Linked DNA regions of Rattus norvegicus: regions 1 and 2 are each linked to region 3. The links are chromatin contacts, called in public Hi-C and HiChIP or PLAC-seq maps. All regions are on one chromosome and are shown on one strand. The core of a region is the stretch at or near the end of the contact, and the rest is flanking DNA. Distances in the headings are between cores, read along the strand shown.

What was found. A called contact is a pair of places that touch in the nucleus more often than the background predicts. HiChIP or PLAC-seq counts read pairs in DNA pulled down with a chosen protein or histone mark.
Region 1: a contact with region 3 is called in a Hi-C map of Schwann cells, with 4 times the contacts expected there. The contact joins the enhancer-like site here to the promoter of Bend3 in region 3. A contact is called at or near these places in 2 of 12 Hi-C or Micro-C datasets (Schwann cells and psoas muscle).
Region 2: an H3K27ac HiChIP or PLAC-seq map of oligodendrocytes shows a contact between it and region 3, with 4 times the contacts expected there. The contact joins the promoter of Pdss2 here to the promoter of Bend3 in region 3. A contact is called at or near these places in 2 of 12 Hi-C or Micro-C datasets (kidney and psoas muscle) and 1 of 1 datasets of contacts at active chromatin or transcription factors (oligodendrocytes).

Annotation. Positions count from the first base shown.
Region 1 is chr20:48,049,595-48,052,605 of GRCr8, reverse strand. No RefSeq gene overlaps it. Among named protein-coding and RNA genes, the nearest start is that of Scml4, 120 kb to the right of the region's middle. Within about 2 kb of position 1,310, at least 7 of the 93 cell types and tissues checked have an H3K27ac peak or open chromatin away from gene starts, as enhancers often do.
Region 2 is chr20:48,290,161-48,293,454 of GRCr8, reverse strand. It overlaps Pdss2 (decaprenyl diphosphate synthase subunit 2), which reads right to left and starts at 1,592. Exons shown (of 8, transcript NM_001014249.1): 1 at 1,068-1,592. The coding sequence starts at 1,366.
Region 3 is chr20:48,560,443-48,563,639 of GRCr8, reverse strand. It overlaps Bend3 (BEN domain containing 3), which reads right to left and starts at 1,257. Exons shown (of 4, transcript XM_039099149.2): 1 at 1,119-1,257.

The DNA of each region.
Region 1 (3,011 bases), core at 61-2,560, 510 kb after region 3:
TCACTGGGCTTTGTTACTAGTTCTTGTGCAGTGGTATGCCATTGTGTAATATTCAGATATAATAAAAGACCATGGATGCTAATACAATGTAGGGAAAGAACTGAAACATAATATGTGTGTAGTGTTTATCACTTTCCTTTTATTTTTCCTTTCATTTGGGGGTGTTTGTGTGCATGTGTGTGCATGTGTGCTCGCACACAAGCCAGAGTGTACGTGTAAAAGCCAGAGGTCAACGTGGATGAGCCAGTTTGCTCCTTTGACCTTTGTTTGGATTGAGCTTCGGTCACCAGGTTCGAATGACAAAGTACCTTGACCTGCTGAGCCAATCTTGCTGGCCCTTACTTTCCTTTTTTATTATAATTATTTAAATCCTATTGCTGCTGTTGTTTTGAGACTGTAGTTGTTTTTGCAATTTTTTTTTATTTTATGTATGCTAGTTCAACGTCCCCCACACCAGAAGAGGACGTCGGATCCCATTACAGATGGTTGTGAGCCACCATGTGGTTGCTAGGAATTGAACCTCTGGAAGAGCAGCCCATACTCTTAACCACTGAGCCATCTCTCCAGCCCCATACTGTGGCTGTTTTGAGTCTTCCTGTATAGACCAGGCTGACCTTAAGCTTAGAGACCACTGAGCGAGCCTCTCTAGTGCTGGGAACACAGACATCCACCACCCTACCTGGCTTTTTGTATCTACTCAATTGTTGTCGTTTTTGTTTCTGAGAAAGGGTTTCTCTAATATCTAGCTCTGGCTATCCTGGAATTCGATATGTAGGCCAGGCTGGCCTCGAACTCACAGAACACCACCCTGCCCAGCTATTTATTAAATTTACTTATTTGAGACAGGATCTCTCTGCATAGACCTAGCTGTCCTGGAACTCGCTATGCTGCCAGTCGGGGCTGCACACAAAACGGGACTTAGTAAACTCTTAACTAACAAAAGGAGAAGCAAAGAAACAGTTTCAAGAAAACAGAAAGGAAAAAGAGACAGAAATAAGAAGGAAAGATAATGTTTCTTTTTTAAAGTCTTTTATTAAGGAAGTAATTTTCTGACACAAAACTCCGGGTCAGCTTTTGTCAGTGCTCCCTGCCCTGTGGCTTCCAGATCCCTCCCCGTGGGCCTGCTGTGGTGCGTGCCCAGGAACCCCTTGGGCGTTCCCTGTCTGAGGACCTGACCTCTTGCTTCTTTGGAAGGACAGGATGAGATTACCAGAGCTTTGGATCCATTTTTGGATCAAATGAAAACCGCAGGCTAGTCCTCAGAGTAGCCTTCTCCTCTTACACAGCTGGCTGGGCTGTAGGGGCGGGGCTCCGCCTTCCCTGGGACCAAGGCATGGTCACGAGGTGGGCAAGGCTCCTCCATCCTCACTACCCTCTCCACACTTCCGTTTATTTTGTGTCCATTGTAAGCAGTGCTTCAGGCTCCCTCAGGGCAAAGATCTCCGACCGGAGAACCACACAACAGGTTCCAGTTAGACCCTCTGCCACTTTGTTTTGCGACTGTTCTGGCGGGTGGAAGTACACATCACCGTGCCTCAGACCACCAACGATAATCTGCACCCTTTAATAAAACCATGTGCTCACGATTCAAGTATGTTTGCAGACCACACTGTAAGAAATCTAGAATGTTCGTTTGCTGGGTGGGAAGGTGCTTCTGGACTCCTGGCTCTAACGGGAGCGATCATGATGCTTTCCCATAGATCACCCTGAACTCTTACAAGCCTAATTAATTAAACTAATTACAGCCATGTTGGTGATCCCCACTAGGAATATTAAAGGTACCTTGAGCTGAAATTCTTGCGCGCCACATTTTAAAACGGCAAGGCACCGCCTGAACTGAGCAGAACCCTCTGTATTCAGACATCAGTCACCCCTTTCCTTGCTGCCATCAAACGAGTCCCTGGGTGACTTCTGCCTTTAAAGTGTCATTTACCTTAATGGTATTCACAGAAGGCCTCTTGCCACATAACCTATGTCCTGAAGGGTGTGCTGACTTCTTTCCCAAGCCCATTCGCATCCTATGACTGCAGAAGCAGTGTCCCCAAGTAGACCGACCTTTAAGTGTCTAGCTCAGACGACATGTATGGGTAAATCTTTATTTCAGATGACCATCCTTTGGAGAAGGCTATATATGTGTGAGCCTCTCCTTTGGACAGCAGGTGCCACCTAGAGGGCGTGTGACTGCTGCCCTGGCTTGGCAGGAGCTGGGTAGCTCCAACCCAGAGGAAATTCAGCAAAGCCCACAGGAATTTGGGGTGGGGTCAGCAGCTGTCACCAATCCTAGCCCTGTGGATTCAGCTGCAGGTTTTGTAAGGGGATCCTGGAAGAGGTTGGGGGTGTGGGGTGTGTCTGGCGATTCCTAAGAGTTTGGCCCTCGACTTGATACGAACTAGGAAATGCACAGGACTCTATTTCTCCACCACAAGATGTCAGCAGTGGGCTGGCCAGGAGGTAGCTCAATGCCTGCGGGGGGGGGGGGGTGCGGGGGGGTGCGGTGGCGGGGGAGGGTCACTGTCTGACCTTCAAATTCCTGGCTTGGGGAGACTTCTCTTCTTATTAGTGGGGACGTGGTGATTTAATTAAGTTGCAGAAAGACTCTCCCTTGCTCCTGCCAGTGTCTTCTTTAAGATGATTGCCTCTGCCAAATGTCCTGACTACTCTGAACTTGAGCGTGAAGGGGCCAGTGCAGGCAGGGGCTGAGGGCAAACAGGCCAGGAAAGTGGGGACATGGGGGATGCTCAGAGACGGGATAGTTGAGGGCAGATTTCATTTTTTGATATCGTGTGAGTTTGGGCTTATGTGGTTACTAGCTATGTGGCTTTGCTTCCTGCCTACCCAAATAACATAATCCCCACTTTTTAAAAGTGGTATTAACCACAGGGTAATATGGTTCAAATAACATAAAACGACTCTCAAATTAGGAGGTGTTGTGTACACATGGATGCAGTTCGAGGGAATCATCTTCTCAGCTGAGATGTATCGTGGAGCTCCCTGTTGACTCCGTATCGTGA
Region 2 (3,294 bases), core at 343-2,842, 270 kb after region 3:
CACCAAACCTAGTTTTCTACTTCTTCACCAGGATGTCCTACTGTAAGCCTGCATTTCATTCCTCCCATAACTTTGTGACAGATCTCATAGCAATGCTAATCAGCATCTCTCCAGGGCTGATGGTTTTGACACTCAGAAGCCCACCTGCCGTCTTTTTGTTCAACTTTTTTTTTCTTTTTCACTGTTAGAGTTTGAGACAGAGTTTCTTGCTTAACCCCGATTTTGCTGGTTTAGCCGGACTAACTGTCCAGCAACCTACAGGTATCTCCAGTTTCTACCTCCGTGCTGGGATTACAAATCGCTAGCCTTTGTACAGGGTTGCTAGGGGTCAAAATCAGGGTGTAATACTTGTTCAACAAGTATGTTACTGGCAAAGACATCTCCCCTAATCCTCTTTGGACTATTTTTATTCTAGTAACTTTTCTGTGTGCTTGAAAGAAACCACAAAGCATGGGGTATGAGGGTTTTTTTTTTTTTTTTTTTAAAACCTTAATGGCATGTTTAGCACTAGTCTGGCTAAAGTGCTAAAAGCCTCAGAGGATACTGACTTCGACCTGGATAGTCCAATACTTGGATATCTGTTAAAGCTGTCTATTCTGTCTGTCTCTCTTGCCTTAATCTTTCTGTACGTGAACAATTTAACTTGCTCTGTAGACCAGGCTAGCCTCGAACTCTGAGACTCTGTGCCTTTGCCTCCCAAGTGCTAGGATTAAAGGCATGTGCCACCACTGCCAGGCTCTATCTATTCTATTTTTAAAATACCACTTATTGAATGTGACTAAGTAAGTATACATCTCTGATATCCTGACAAACCATGAAGCATCTGGATCTCTAGTATTTAAGCGAAACTGTAAAACACATTCGAGTTTTTCTTTTAAGAAAACCATTTATCCACTAAGCTGAGCCAAGCAGAAGAATTTTAAAGGGACACCAACGAATGTCTTCAAAGATCAAACGAAAGGACGGATAAAAGAACTGGCCAGACCCAGAGTTAGCATGAGTGTCCTAACCAGAATAACTTTTAAAAAAAAAGGCGAATAGGGTCAGTGGGAGAGGGGGTCGCTCACCTGGCAGTGGTAAGCAGTGGGTGCTGAGTCCCCACCAGCTTCCGCACCTGCATAGCGACGTTGCTGAGCTCGTCGCTCAGCAGGCAGCGGAGGCTCATGAAGGATGCGGGGTAACCCACGATCTTCTCTGCCTCTGACACCACCTGGTTCCAATGGGCTGGAGACCTGGAGGACCGACCACGCCAGGAGCCTACCGAGGAGATGGTGTCGAGAGATCTGAAGTACCACCAGTGGCGATTTGGGGGACCAGAAGCCCCGAGATAACCGGACAAGCGCAACAGCAGCTGCCGGAGGCTCATAGTTTAAGTCTGAGAGGGTCAGGGACCTGAGAAAGGTGTCCAGAAATGACACAAGAAACAAACAAGGGCTGAGGAGAAACTTTTAGAATCTAAAAGGAAACGGTAATTCCAAACCCTCAGAGAAGTGTGGCTTTCTAGAGCCGTAGCCAGGAGTAAAGTTTGCTGCTTCTGCAGCGCAGACTGGCATATCCCTAGTGGCTGCTCAGAACTACACTGGCCACCTACGGTAGACACCACAGCCAGTGCCTACATGGGGGACGCCATATTGGAGGCATGAAATGCGGCCTGCCGTAAAGATAGGGGCGGGCTGATAAGCGGCAAAGTGTGTTCTTTACTTTACGGCACAGCTGGGCCCTCCCCCAAAGGGGCGGGGCCTTGGCGATGACCAGAAGGCGAGGGAAGGGATGGCAGCTTCTGTCCTTGGACTAATGTGTCCGCCCTTCGGCATCCCTTTAGCCCCTGATCAAGGCGGACTCGGGGTCTCTGCAGCGTTTCCCCCGGCCCAGCCAGAGTGAAGCTTATGTAAATAAATATCCATGTCGTGAGTCAGCAGTGAGATCGCAGCCGTGGTGCAGGATGGTTGGGAATCCCTTTTCTTCTGTGCGCCTTAAGTCCTCGGTGGGGGCCGCGGACGCGGGAGGGCGGCCCGTCTAGCTGGGCGATGATGTCTCTGCTACGGCCCCCGCAGAACTGGAACGCAAGTCTATATCGGTGGGTCTGAGCCCAGCTTCCCTCGGCTCCCTGGCCAAAGTGCCAGGGTTTCTCTGACAAATCCTTTTGCATAAGGATGCTGTGAGAATGGGATAAGACGTCGCTTGCTCCTTCTCCTTTCTTGGCACCAGGATTGAAAATTCACTGGCATGAGTGCATTTCACATATTAGCCCACCTAACCTTTTGCTGCATTTTTAAAGATAATAGTATTCCCTGGATTTTGGGGGGGGGGGGGGACTGAGACACAGCCAAACTGTTAAGTTGCTATGGTCACATTAAGCAAGACTGTGAAGCCAGAGAATCTGGTATCTTTTTTTTTTTTTCTCCTCTTCTTTGGAATCTAGGGATAGAGGCCAGGCCTCATGCAGTAGCGCTAGGCTAGTGCTCTACTTCGGAGCCACATACCCGACCTAACAGTCTGGTTTTTTGAATACATACCCTTAACCACAACATTAAGTAATATGCTACCAAAAATTCTCTCTCCTCGTTGCTAAAATAAAATTGTCAACGTGACAATGCTTTCAGTGCTGGATGGAACTTTTTTTCTAGGCCATGGTGGCCTGAGACTTTCTGTGTAGCAAACTGACCTGGAACTTCTTGACCTCATCCACCTCTCAAGTCCTGGGACTGCAGATGGGGGCTGCTCTGCCCTTCGGGTGCTACCTACTCAAGCACGTCTAGCTTCTTGCCCTTTCTGATTAGACGGGACAAGTGTTGAAGTCCTTGTTAATCATAAAAAATATTACAAACCCTTAAATTCAGTCCACTGGGGAGAAAAAAGTAACATTGAGATGAGTAATGTAAAAATAATAGAAGACTTGTTACCTACATTTTACTCTCAGCAATGGTTTTTAAAATTCACTAGAGCTTTCGAAATTCATAGTTGATAAAGTTCGTGTCATGTAAACGAACTAAAAAGACAGAGAAATTGTTCACACTGCAAGACAAGATGCTTTAAAGCCACAGAAAGTTTACCTGCAGACTCCCTTTGAATGCCAAACCTCTGGTGATTTAAAGATTTTATTTTTGAGCCAGAAATGGTGATGTTTACCAGCACTCAGGAGGCAGAGACAGAAGGATCTCTAGGTTCAAGGGCAGCCTTGTCTACATAGCCAGTTCTAGGTTAGCCAGGGCTCCATAATGAGACACGTGTGTGTGTGTGTGTGTGTGTGTGTGTGTGTGTGTGTGTGTGTGTGTATCAGTGTAGATAAAACTT
Region 3 (3,197 bases), core at 8-2,507:
ACCTATAAATTAAAAGTGAATAGTCACAAAAAGAAAAACCGCAGGCATGGAACCGGAAAAGAGAAAAAATTAAAACCTCTATCTTGGACATTACAAGCTTTCGACACGTTCTCCACTCGCCTGGGTTTTCTGCCGTCTTTAGATTCCTGGTACCGTCCCCTCTACCCCGTGACGCGTTATTTGTAGGGAAACATTCAAAAGTTACTTTTAAAAGGAAGTTCTCTGCCTCCTAAAAGTGATCCCTAATTCAGAGCATCTCTGGTTGGCCTCCACCGACAAAACACTCCCAAGTGGGCCACCTGAGTGATCAAACTTCTACTCCAGTAAAAACTTAAGAAAAATAGAACTCAGATGAGCCGGTCCCGGCACACAAGGCCCTCACAACTCCGCACGGCACAGCCCCAGCCCCAGCCCGAGCCAAGTATGCGTGGGAAATCACGTCGATCACAGCGGGCACAAGTCACGAGGGGCGGCGAGCTCTCCGGGCCGCCTCCACCGCCGGCCAGGAAGGCCTCGCTCTCGCCGGGGTGCACACCCAGAGCGCCGCGCTGGGCCCGCCTCCAGCAGGGCAGCGGGAACCACGGAGCGCCGTGGAACGGCCCGGGAGGGCGCCGCGCCCCCTGGCGGCGGGGTTCGCCCCACCCGCTCCCGGCCGCCGGCGGCCTCGCTCCCTCCCCAGCCTCCCCGGGGCAGCGTCCCTCCGAGCGGCGGCTCTGGGGCCTCCGGCTCCCCGCCTCTCTGCTCCCTGACACCCCTCCATCCCCGCCACAGGCCGGTCTAGCGCGAGCGACCCGGCGCCGCGCAGCTGCTCCCCGGCGGCCCTCGGCTGCTCCATCGCCGGCCAGCCGGGGGTGGAGAGCCGGCGCGCGGCGCGAGTGGGGCCGGCCTGGCGGCGGCGGCGCGGACCGTTCCACCGTGCGTCCTCCCCTCCCTCCTCCTCCTCCCCGGCCGCGGCGCGCGTGCTCCCGGAACGCCATGGAGTCGCGGCGTTCCGAGCGGGCACAAAGGGGCGCGCGGCACAATGGGGCGCGACGAGCCCGTGGGCGCCCGCTCCCCCTCCAGCCCGCACGGAGGCGGCGAGCCGCTCGCGGGCGGCCCCCGCCGGGGCCCGCACTCACCTGGGACGAGAGTTGCTACTTTGCGGAGCGGGGCCCGCGCCGAGTTCGGGCGCCACGTGCGGGGGGCGGGCGCGCGGGCCGCAGTGGGGGCCGAGCGCGCAGGGCCTGGCCGGGGCGGCCCCGCCGACTGGCTGGGGGCGGCGGGCGGGCGGGCGCCGTGTATTTTCCCCTCTCTTTGTGTGTGTCCGTGCGCTGCGCTCTCGCGTGACGTGACGGGACTCCGTGTGTCATTTCCGCACAAGGACACAGGAGCCCCCGCTGCAGTGGAACCTCAAGCCCTCCGCCCCCACCGCGCCGCCCCTCCCCCTCAGCGGGGCACACGCGGGACCGGCGGCGGCGGCGGCGGCGCTCGGGCGTGAGCGACCGCGGCGGGGAGCTGGGGCGCGCTGCGGGGCGGGCGCGCTCGGCCTGCACAGCGGCTCCACGTGGGCCCGCGCCGGCTGCCGGCCGATCAGGGCGGCTCGCACCCACGAGAAAGCGCCCCGCGGCATTCTCCGCTACGTGCTCTCCCGGTTAGAGCGTGGCCTCAGTGCCTCTTTCTCTACTTTTCTCTCTCACCCCAGGGGGAGGGGGGTGAGGCGACGCGGCGTGTCTTTTCCGCCCGCGCCCCCCCGCTTTTGGGACGCTCGGCGGTGGCGCTGCACCCTCGCGCGGACCTTCCCGCGCCACGCCGGGCACAAAGACTTCAGGGTGCGTTCCCCCCCTCCAGATCCGCATGGATTCGCGGGTGGGGCACGCTGCAGCGACCCCGGCTCTGGGGGCTCCCTGGCCACTCCCCCGGCAGGGTGGCCGCCCTCTCCGGTAAAGCCTGAGCTCCGAGAGCCCAAGTTTTGCCGCTTGAGGCTGCAGAGCGAAACACGCGCTCGGGGACCCTCACGCCACCAACTCAGACCCACAGGGGCTCAGCGCGGAAAACAGGGAAACTCCAGTCGCGGACTTAGTTGAGAGCGACTGTCTCCTAGCCTCCCAGGCTGCAGAATCCGAGTTGAGAAATTAGAAACCTACCCCTCGCAGTTCCCCAACTTTCGGGGATTTGGGGGTGGGGGCGGGGGAGAGAAAAGCCCAAGTCAACATTTAAGCCGCGTGCGTGGTTTTTAGTAAACAATGAGGACGTAAGAAAAAATTCTTTTAATCCTTTAATTTACCGGTGGAAAAAAATATAAAAAGAAAAATGCAAATGATCCCATCTGCTGCCTACAGCTGACTGGCTGCGAGAGAGGACCATGTGGCCCGGCCCGGCGCGGTCAGTGAATACGTAGAATAGATTTTAAAAGGACGCACATGCTGGCTCCTAGCTGCCGGGTCGCGGCCGAGGGTTGGAATTAACGTGTAGTCAGGGATTACTGTGTCTCCACGCAAATTGGGAATTTAATCATTACCCAAGCTCCTCCCCTTCTGGTTTGAAATACTAATGGCACGGAGTTGGGTGATCGAAAACCTCGCAGGAACAGTGAAACGTTCTGGAGTGTTGTTTGCGTTGCGGACTTGGAGAAGTCCGTACTAATTGCTATGCAAAATTAGTTGGCAGCTTGGCGAAAGAAGCCCAGCATCCTGGGGGTGCTTTTATGGGAGAATCTATACGTGCTCAGTGTCATTCAAAACAGGATGATGAAAAGAATGGGCCCGAGATAGCGGCCCTTCAAATTCAAAAGCCTTGGGCCGCCCTATCTACATTTAAAATAGGGAGGAGGGAGGGAGGGAGGGAGAATGGTTAATTTATACATTCCCCGGAGACAAAGTGGAAGCACTTGGATTTCTTTAGGGAACTTGACTTTTGCACTTGTGCATTAAATAACACGCACAGTACAGCACTCCACTCGGCTGCGTTAACAGATGCAGAAGTTTTACCCCCACCTTCAATTTAATGTGACAGTTATAATTAGAATTATAAAAGGAGACGTTGCATTTCATTAGTTGAGTTTTCCAGGATTTCCCTGAAGAGTCAGGGAGAGTTGAAAGTAGCATTTAAGCTCGTTTTTGCATTTAAGCTGCTCTGCCCTGTTGCTTTAAGAATGTAAAATGACCGTGTTCAGTTTTTAAAAAGAAAGAACTGTATCCCGGACGGTGACGGGATCTATC